Regions from separate parts of the Salvelinus alpinus genome. Here region 1 is linked to region 2. A link is a contact called in public Hi-C data. All regions are on one chromosome and are shown on one strand. Each heading gives the region's core, a stretch centred on a gene start, on an enhancer-like site or on the middle of the called end of the contact. The rest is flanking DNA. Distances are from core to core; before and after follow the strand shown. Region 1 holds the start of LOC139579630 (WAS/WASL-interacting protein family member 2-like). Region 2 holds the start of LOC139579529 (eukaryotic translation initiation factor 1b-like).

Evidence for each region. A called contact is a pair of places that touch in the nucleus more often than the background predicts.
Region 1: a contact with region 2 is called in a Hi-C map of red muscle, with 7 times the contacts expected there. The contact joins the promoter of LOC139579630 here to the promoter of LOC139579529 in region 2. A contact is called at or near these places in 2 of 3 Hi-C or Micro-C datasets (muscle and red muscle).

What each region holds. Positions count from the first base shown.
Region 1 is chr1:51,535,735-51,539,921 of SLU_Salpinus.1, forward strand. LOC139579630 (WAS/WASL-interacting protein family member 2-like) reads left to right here and starts at 1,607. Exons shown (of 8, transcript XM_071408448.1): 1 at 1,607-1,851; 2 at 2,614-2,739; 3 at 3,690-3,822; 4 at 4,074-4,178. The coding sequence starts at 2,674.
Region 2 is chr1:51,400,111-51,404,521 of SLU_Salpinus.1, forward strand. LOC139579529 (eukaryotic translation initiation factor 1b-like) reads left to right here and starts at 2,512. Exons shown (of 4, transcript XM_071408258.1): 1 at 2,512-2,798; 2 at 3,762-3,925; 3 at 4,009-4,110; 4 at 4,280-4,411. The coding sequence starts at 2,768. The coding sequence ends at 4,324.

The DNA of each region.
Region 1 (4,187 bases), core at 357-2,856, 130 kb after region 2:
GAATTATTTGCTTGTCGTCTCAGCTAAGGCTGGAAATAGCTAATAAGAACCTTGAACTTTAAATTGAAAAAAAATAAAGTGAAAAAAGTTAGGTTTTGATTTAGACCATTTGCATTTGTAGATATGAAATGTACCTAATATTATTAGCAGTTAAATTAAATATACTACATCTTTATCAATGTCATAATTTCTGAAATAAATCATTATATCAAAACCATTAAATTGTACAACCGGTGCTATTTTTTTGTTGTAACAAAGTTCTGTATGTCAATCCCAAAAATTCTACTATAAATACAGGCAAAAAACAAATGCAAAATGGTCTTCTCCAATCCACAGAAATCACAATTATAGTCAATATTCAGCTTGAATCTTTCCAAAACATGTTTCACAGGATAAATTCTATGTAACATTTTAAGTTAAACTTCCTTTACCTTGTTACTGATACAATATTTGTTAGCAATTTTCCCTGCTTTCCCCCACTGTATATCACCATAGATATTCGACCAAAAAAATCTGGCTGAGGGAATTGTAGTATCACAAACAATATTTCTAATCTGTTTACTACATTTATCTTTGATGTTAATATTGCCAATGAATATATTTTCATGTAAATCTATGTTACTTACATCAACCACAGAGGAATTAAAAAAAAAATACAACCCCCCTTGGAATCGCATAAAAAACAATTGCATATTCTTTCGGGGTTATTGGAATTCTTAACTTGTCAAGAAATTCCCCATATGAGAGTAGATATCCATCCTCATTCAATAACTGACCAACCAAAATAATTTTATTCTCAAACCAGTTACGAAAAAAATTGACTTATTTTTAAATCGTATGTCTTTGTTGTTCCATAGAAAGTATCTGTGAAGGGAAAAATTGTGTTTATATGCTAACATCCAAGCTAAAAGGGCCTGTTTATGGAATTTGGCCAATTTTACTGGGATTTTATCAACATCATAATTACATCGAAGCAAAAATCAAATGTTGAAGTCCCTCTTCTCCAAATCTCCAGTTCACTGTTATTTTTCACTGTCTTTTTTACTGTTGTTTTTATTTATTTACTTACCTATTGTTTAGATAATACATTTTTGCACTGTTGGTTAAAGCCTGTAAGTAAGCATTTCACTGTACCTGTTGTATTCGGCGCACGTGACAAATAAACTTTGATTTGATCGTCTGCATCTCATTTTGAACTTAATTTGAATATGATGACGATGTATTTTATTGACGCCACGAAGCCATCTGACTGACATCTGATAGACCAAATCAACGCGACTTTGAAAAACCCATCTCGACACTTGATCCCACCTACTCGGCTCATTTTCCTCCCATTGGAAACGACCGGATTTTTTTCCCGACAGGATGTGGTCTATCTTAGTAGAACATCTTTGGTAATATTGCTGTCGCTAATATTTATTATCACAACGGGTGATTGCATTGACAATTCACTTCCTGGAACCACTCGTTGGTGCCCTATTGTCCCCTCCCTGCTCTCCCCGCCCCGCAGATATTTCGCTTCTGCCCACCCCCCCCCTTCCCTCCGCGGGGCGGGGGCAATAGGTAGACCAGAGTGGCTCCGCTCCGAATAAATTAGGGAGTGAGGTGTCTCGCTTTCTTTACCATCTCTAGTACACTGCGGTGTACATTTTCCATCTGCACACTTCCATCTTCACTGCTTCAGCAAATCTGTGCTGCAAGTGAAGGGTGTGAGAGTGAATGCAGGAGTGAAATATCAATGGCCAGCTTGAAATTTATAATACACTTGAGATGAAGGAACTACCGAGAACGAAGAAACAAATATGAGTTAAAACGTCAAATATCAAACGAATGGGCTGCTAAGAAACTCAAGTAAGTGAAGCAATCTAGCTAGCCTAATTAAGCTAACTTGCAAGGGTTTCCAACTCTGGCAGGTTAACCCAGCTAGCTCGCTACAGATCCTGTAGTTAGCTAATATGACAGCCATTAACACATTAGCCGAACATGATAGCCATGATGCGCTCGCGCCATGTATGTAATTTATATAGCTGAGATTCATAGCTAACGTTACGTTTAGTTAGGATGTATCGTAGCCATGCTTTATTACAAGATGCTAGCTAGTTGAGCTGTTGTGTATGGTGCTAGCTAGTTATCCTTTTGCAGCAGGGCCTCCGCGATGGCTTCAAGTTTGTATGCTAATTGGTTAACTAGCTAACCTTAGTTTGTCAGCTTGCTAATTTACATAACGTTAGTCAACTAATTGTTATGCTAACTATTCGCTAATCTGACCTAGCTACCGATGACCAGGTTTATTTGGAGATTTCACACTATTGGATTACTTAACGCTATCTACAGTCGGCTCATTTACATTCCACAGCAGCACTGACCAAACGTTAGATATCTGCTGGCTAGATAGGCCAACTTGCTAATGAAATGAAGACGTCATCAATAACAATGTCACATGAGCCCAGAAGGTTAACATTTATTAGATGGCTATCTAGCTACGTGGTTTAAAATATACCTCTACTTAGCTAACTGTGCTAGTTGACAAATTCATACTAGATAACATTATCAATGGATGAGACTGAAATGTCACTGGATGACTCTGAAACATGTTTTAATGCGTTATTGCAGGTGGTGACAGTTTGTATCTGAGAACCCAGGCCATCCACAAGACTTGTTCAGTGGGTCAAGATGCCGATTCCTCCCCCTCCCCCTCCACCCCCTGGAGGCCCCCCTCCACCCCCCACCTTCAGCCAGGTAAGAACTTATTGAAGCATGGAAGGTGTCACCTGGATGCAAAATGCTTCCTGTGCAACTAACTGTGTGGGTCTAAGAGAGAACTGTATCAAACCTATGATAGGGACATATTTAATGGGTTTGAGCCATGATGAAGGCCTAGCTCCAGTGTAGTTCATATGAATTAGTTGTCCAACCAACTTGACAACTCATAGGTCCCTTTTTCAAAGGGATTTATATTCACTGGTGTTGTGTTGTGAATTTGTTTCACCTTGTGCGGAGAGCACTACTGAAATCTGAAAAAAGCTGTTCTCGTGGGCCCGTGATTGTGCGTGCTATCCTCTCCCTGCCAAGCCCAATCAGAGGATGTGTCTCAAATGGCACCCTATTTGCTTTTTATAGTGCACTGCTTTTGACCAGGGCCCATAGGACTCTGGTCAAAAGTAGTACACTATATAAGAATTAGGGTGCCATTTTGGGATGTACGCAGAGCCCTTCTGGTTTATTCAAGTGATTAGCGCTGCTCGCTCAAGTAATCATCCTCAACATCTAATTCACGCTAATTAATGACTTGATGCGAAAGATTCACGAAATAGAAAGTCCCCTATCAAGAACACGTTCTACCCGGCTAATTCCCTTGCACCAACTGTGACATGGCTTTTTGCAAGCCTGTCAGGCTATGTATAATCTCGGTTAGTTACGGGCAAGTCTATGGTCCAAATAACCCCCCCCCCCCCCCCATCCCAAATTTGAAAGACGCCTGTGAAATCGTGATTTATCCAAAGCACCCGATCTAATGCTGCTCGTTATCTCACGCATCCCATTGTATCATAAAAGATCTACTGTACTGTTTATGTAGTCTGTCCACGAGAAAGGAGGTTATGTACTCGGTCTGTTCTCCGGTAGCATAAAGTGTGCTGTGGTGAGCTAACTAGAGGACACACTCTCTCTCTCTTCCCCTCCCTTCGCAGGCCAACACCACCCCACCCAAGCTCAATCGAGATGAGGCCAAAGGCAGAGGAGCCCTGCTCGGTGACATCCACAAAGGGGCCAAGCTGAAGAAGGTCGGCGTGGTCAATGACAGGAGCGCACCCATCTTAGAAAGTAAGGCCACAGCACCACTAAGGTTCACCCTGGTGTCTCAGATCTACTATTCTGGTAGTGTTTTACTGACTAATCTGATTGGATGGAAGTAAGAAGCACAGAACTGATGAGGCTAGGGTAGTGCATGGAGCACACTCACTGGGGGTCAAGGTTTATTTCGCAGGAGTGAAATGGGAGACCACGAGGGTTATTATACATGTAATAGGTTACTATTGTAATGTATGTAATTTAACCTTGTTTTCCCTGTCCAGAGCCTAAAGGAGGTGGTGGTAGTAGTGGAGGCGGCTCGTCAGGGGCCATTCAGCCAATGGGAGGTATTTTCCAGGCAGGTGTGCCTAAATTACGACCAGTCGGAGGCAAGTATT
Region 2 (4,411 bases), core at 1,262-3,761:
GCACGTGCAGCTAAAAGAACAAGTTATTCTTAACACAAGGTTTCTGAGAACCTGTCTCAGTGGCATGCAAATCTGCTCTTGTTTCATAGAAAAACAGACACTGTCAGACACTATCACCCTCAGTCCCTTTTCACACCTTTTCTCACAGACGCGGGGCTGCGGATTTTAGCAGAGAGCTAGACACAGACAGAGGCCTCAATATTCAGCTATACAGTGAGCATAAGTACAATGGCACATAAGCAAATTAATAACAACATAATCAATGGTGGGGGTCTTTAGAAGACCCCCATAATCAATTTTAACCTTACACTATGAAGGAGGAGAGAGAAATTAAGCAGCAGCAGTGCCAATGTTATTCTCGAACCAGCACCAGTTCATGGTCCCAATATTGGCTAATGTTTGCGTCAATCACTTGAGCTATCTTTGTTGTGAGAAGTCCTGCATAGCAAAAGCATCTCTGTAGGCTTGTCCATTTCTGTCGGTGTCTGCCTCAACCATGGGAACGTTTGGATCATCCTTATCTTCAGTGTGAGGATCTGGGCAGCCATGCTGGTTGAGGTAATTGTGAAGCACTGCTGTTGAAATTATGACATTGCAGCATCTTCTTGGTTGAAAACGCAATGTGTTTCTGAGACACTGGAAAGGACTCTTCCATACACCAAAACATGCGCTCCACTACACCTCTGGAGCGGATATGAGCTGGGTTGTACAGTTGTTGTTCAGGTCCTATTGCATGAAGATAGGGGGTGAACAAGAAGTTGGTCTGTGCATACCCACTGTCACCAAGTATGATTCCACAATGTTGTCCTCCTTCAAGCTGAGCATACAGTTTTGGAAAATCCTTGAGTCAGAAGGCGTACCTTTCCAATGTGCAACCATGTTGGAGAACTGCAAAGTGGGAGTGCACACACTTTGTACATTTATTTAGAACCAGATTTACGATTCCTGTACTCCTCAGCATCTGCTGCAGAGGGACACTTAATGGGAATATGACATCAATCTATTTAGCCAATGACTCCAGACAAGTTCCCATATTCATATAACTCTATGTTAGCTGCATTTTCTTTGTACGTAAGGAAATAGTCACGGAAATTTGATTTAATCAAAATCCTTCAGTGGGTTGTTCCTGTCTATAACTATCCTTTTGTCTGGCCTTGGTGGTGCTCTTTGATCATCATTGAGTTAGTCCAGGGTAATCCATTTTACTCCATTGCCAAGGTCAACCTGGGGGCCAACGTCCATTAATCTGAAGTTAAACCTGACTCTGGACAGGTTTAATTTAAGCCTTCACTTAAATCTAGATTTACTCTAATAGTCCTTCTGGAAATCAGATTTTTAAAATCTAGACTAGAGCAACTCTGAGGCTATTTTCAACCATGTCTGAGAAATTACATTTCAGTTAGTCCAGTTTAAAAGTGCAATTTAGTCTAGGATTAGGCTTAATCTTTGTCCGCGAAACCACCCCATAATCATGCCAAATCATGATTCAAAAATGTGTTCACTGACAGAGAGATAGCTAATGAAACACTAGCCTCAGCAGGCACATTTACATTTACAGTAGCAGGCTAGGTTAGTCAAACTCTAAGCATTGGCTAGCTTTCTATAAATTGGCTAAATATGGTCAACAGGATACCTCTTCATACAATCAAGACAATTCGGATTGCATGCTGCATATTTCAAGTACACTCCAAAACAGATATTTTCCTTATTTCAGTCATTGGGAGTTCATCACACACGGCCCGTTCTATCAGGGATCCTTGGGATGTCCCTACCCCATTGAAGTTTACATTTTAAATGGTTAGGGTTAGGTTAAGGGGTTTTAAGATTACAGTTTATCGTTGGGACGTCCCAAGGATGCCGGATAGCACTGTCCCATCAGACACAGACAAACAGCAGCTAGAGTTTTCAAGTGAGGTCGTGTTTACATTTGAGATAAAAAGGGGAAAGGGGATGTCTAGTCAGCTGTACAACTGAATGCCTTCAACTGAAATGTGTCTTCCGCATTTAACCCAACCCCTCTGAATCTGCCTTCATCAAGAGGGGTGCTGAAATTGACTTTTTTATGAGAAAAGGTGCATTAATTGAAGGTGCCAACACATTTTATAGTCGGCATAAGAATGTTTTACTGTAATCTGCAACTCTCTCTCGAGGGGGCTCGGTCTACTACATTTTAGGAGAAGCCTTTAGTTAGTCAGTTAAAAACAAATAAAATAAAATGTATTTATAAAGTCCTTCTTACATTAGCTGATGTCACAAAGTGTTGTACAGACACCCAGCCTAAAACCCCAAACAGCAAGCAATGCAGGTGTAGAAATACCAAAAACAGTATATATATATAACAATATATATATAAGTAATATATAACAATATATTTCCTAAAATTGAATAATGTACCACTGACCATTGTTTCATCGACGAAGAACATTGCTTTATTAACTAAGATCTTCACATTTAATTTAGATATTTGTGCTATAGTTTTTATTTAGCCTAGGTTCCAGGTGTTGGTATTTTGCCTTCTGAAATAGATAATTACGTAATTTTTCCAGTAAAATAGGGTGTGGCGTGATGCACGTTCTTACGTGCGGGGAGGCGCTATAAAGGGTTGTTTTCTACTTTGCAAGCTAAACAATCTCCATTTTGTGAGAGTCTTTCAGCTGACTAAAACGTCGTCCCAGTGAAAAGGAAGATTTAAAGAAAGAAAAACAAATTAAGCAGACCAGTCTATCGCGAACCAGTTATTATCCGAAAGGAAAGGAAATCTTATCGTATGTCCGCTATCCAGAACCTCCAAACTTTCGGTAAGACATTTCAACCATCTCGGCAAACGCGGGGTCGAAAAAGTGGGGGAAGGGCTGCTGCTAACGTTAGCTAGCATTTGTAAGAATTTTGACGGCGTTCCAACTAAATATAACGTTTTGATTTTAATATGTTCATGAAAAATCTGGTTATTTATAGAGAACATTCCCCCCCCGATTGAAAATTATTTATATTAATAGCTTTTTTGTTTTTTGCGAATGTTGGCTAATATCCATCAGACTTCAACTAGGCCGAAGTTCACTTCCTTTTTTTAGGCCCGAACGCGGATTTGTAGCCGGTATATCTAACTAGTCTATTGTGGATACATTGATCAATGTACAATACCGATTTGGGAGTAACTCGTTCTTACTGTCGGTTGTCTTTCTGGCACTAACGTTAGCTATCAACAATGGACCGAATATAAATTTATGTTTTTGCCTTTGTCTGTATGTAATACGACCCTGCCGGGAAGGCCTTTTGGGGTGAAGCGTAAACTATATTTTAAGGGTTACGTAAATGGCCAGATCAAATAATGTAGCCCCGCTGAATTGTTGGTTTCTCTAACATTCATTACTTCATTTCGAAATTTCTGCTTGTTTTCCCGGAATGATTGTCTATCTGGGCTGGGCCATTCGACTTTCTCCCATGTCACTAATCTCAATATTCCGAATAAATGTAGGTTTGAGCAGATTAGCCGCCTACTCTCTGTGGGATTTTTCCCCCCCTCTCTAATCCCATATTCCATGTAATTTGCTGACAAGCATCTGCAGGGTTTTACTTGGGCCTGAGCCTCGTGGCTAAGACGTTACGTCACCTGTTCATCGGCCTGGATCTTTTGTTAGCTAGGTCAAACTAACCACTACCATTTTAGTTATCACTTTAGGTTGCTTCCTTGTAATTTTACATGACAGATGTTTGTTTTGAATTGTAGTGTGACTTGTTTTTAAATGGTGTCCTCCCCACAGACCCATTTGCTGATGCAACTAAGGGTAATGACAGGCTCCCATCTGGGACTGACGACTACATCCACATAAGAATCCAGCAGCGTAACGGCAGGAAGACTCTGACCACGGTCCAGGGCATAGCCATCGACTATGATAAGAAGAAGCTAGTCAAGGCCTTTAAGAAGGTATGTTATGGCAGGGAGTTTATACTAGGAAATATCCATGTTTTGTGCTACTGGCCTTTTGACAAGTTCTGCTTTGTCAACAGAAATTTGCCTGCAATGGTACAGTGATTGAGCACCCAGAGTATGGGGAAGTGATTCAGCTGCAAGGTGACCAGCGCAAGAATATCTGCACATTTCTGATTGAGGTAGGTTTGACTCTTGTTCCTATTATAGCACATTGCACCCAGTGTATAGTACACACAAGTGTGGCGTATAAGATGGCTCTCATAGAAAAGCCCCTGTTTGTAAATGTTCAGTAACTAGAGTTCGAAGTTCATTTGTGTGATGTCTCTTCTGCCCTCATCCCACTTCCAGATTGGCCTGGCGAAAGAGGAGCAGCTCAAGGTCCACGGATTCTAGAAGCTCTCAGCAGCCCCCGCTCCCCTGGTTGTGATACTTCTCTCCCCCGTGCTGCAATCACCGCATCCCCCTTTAAGATAATGAATA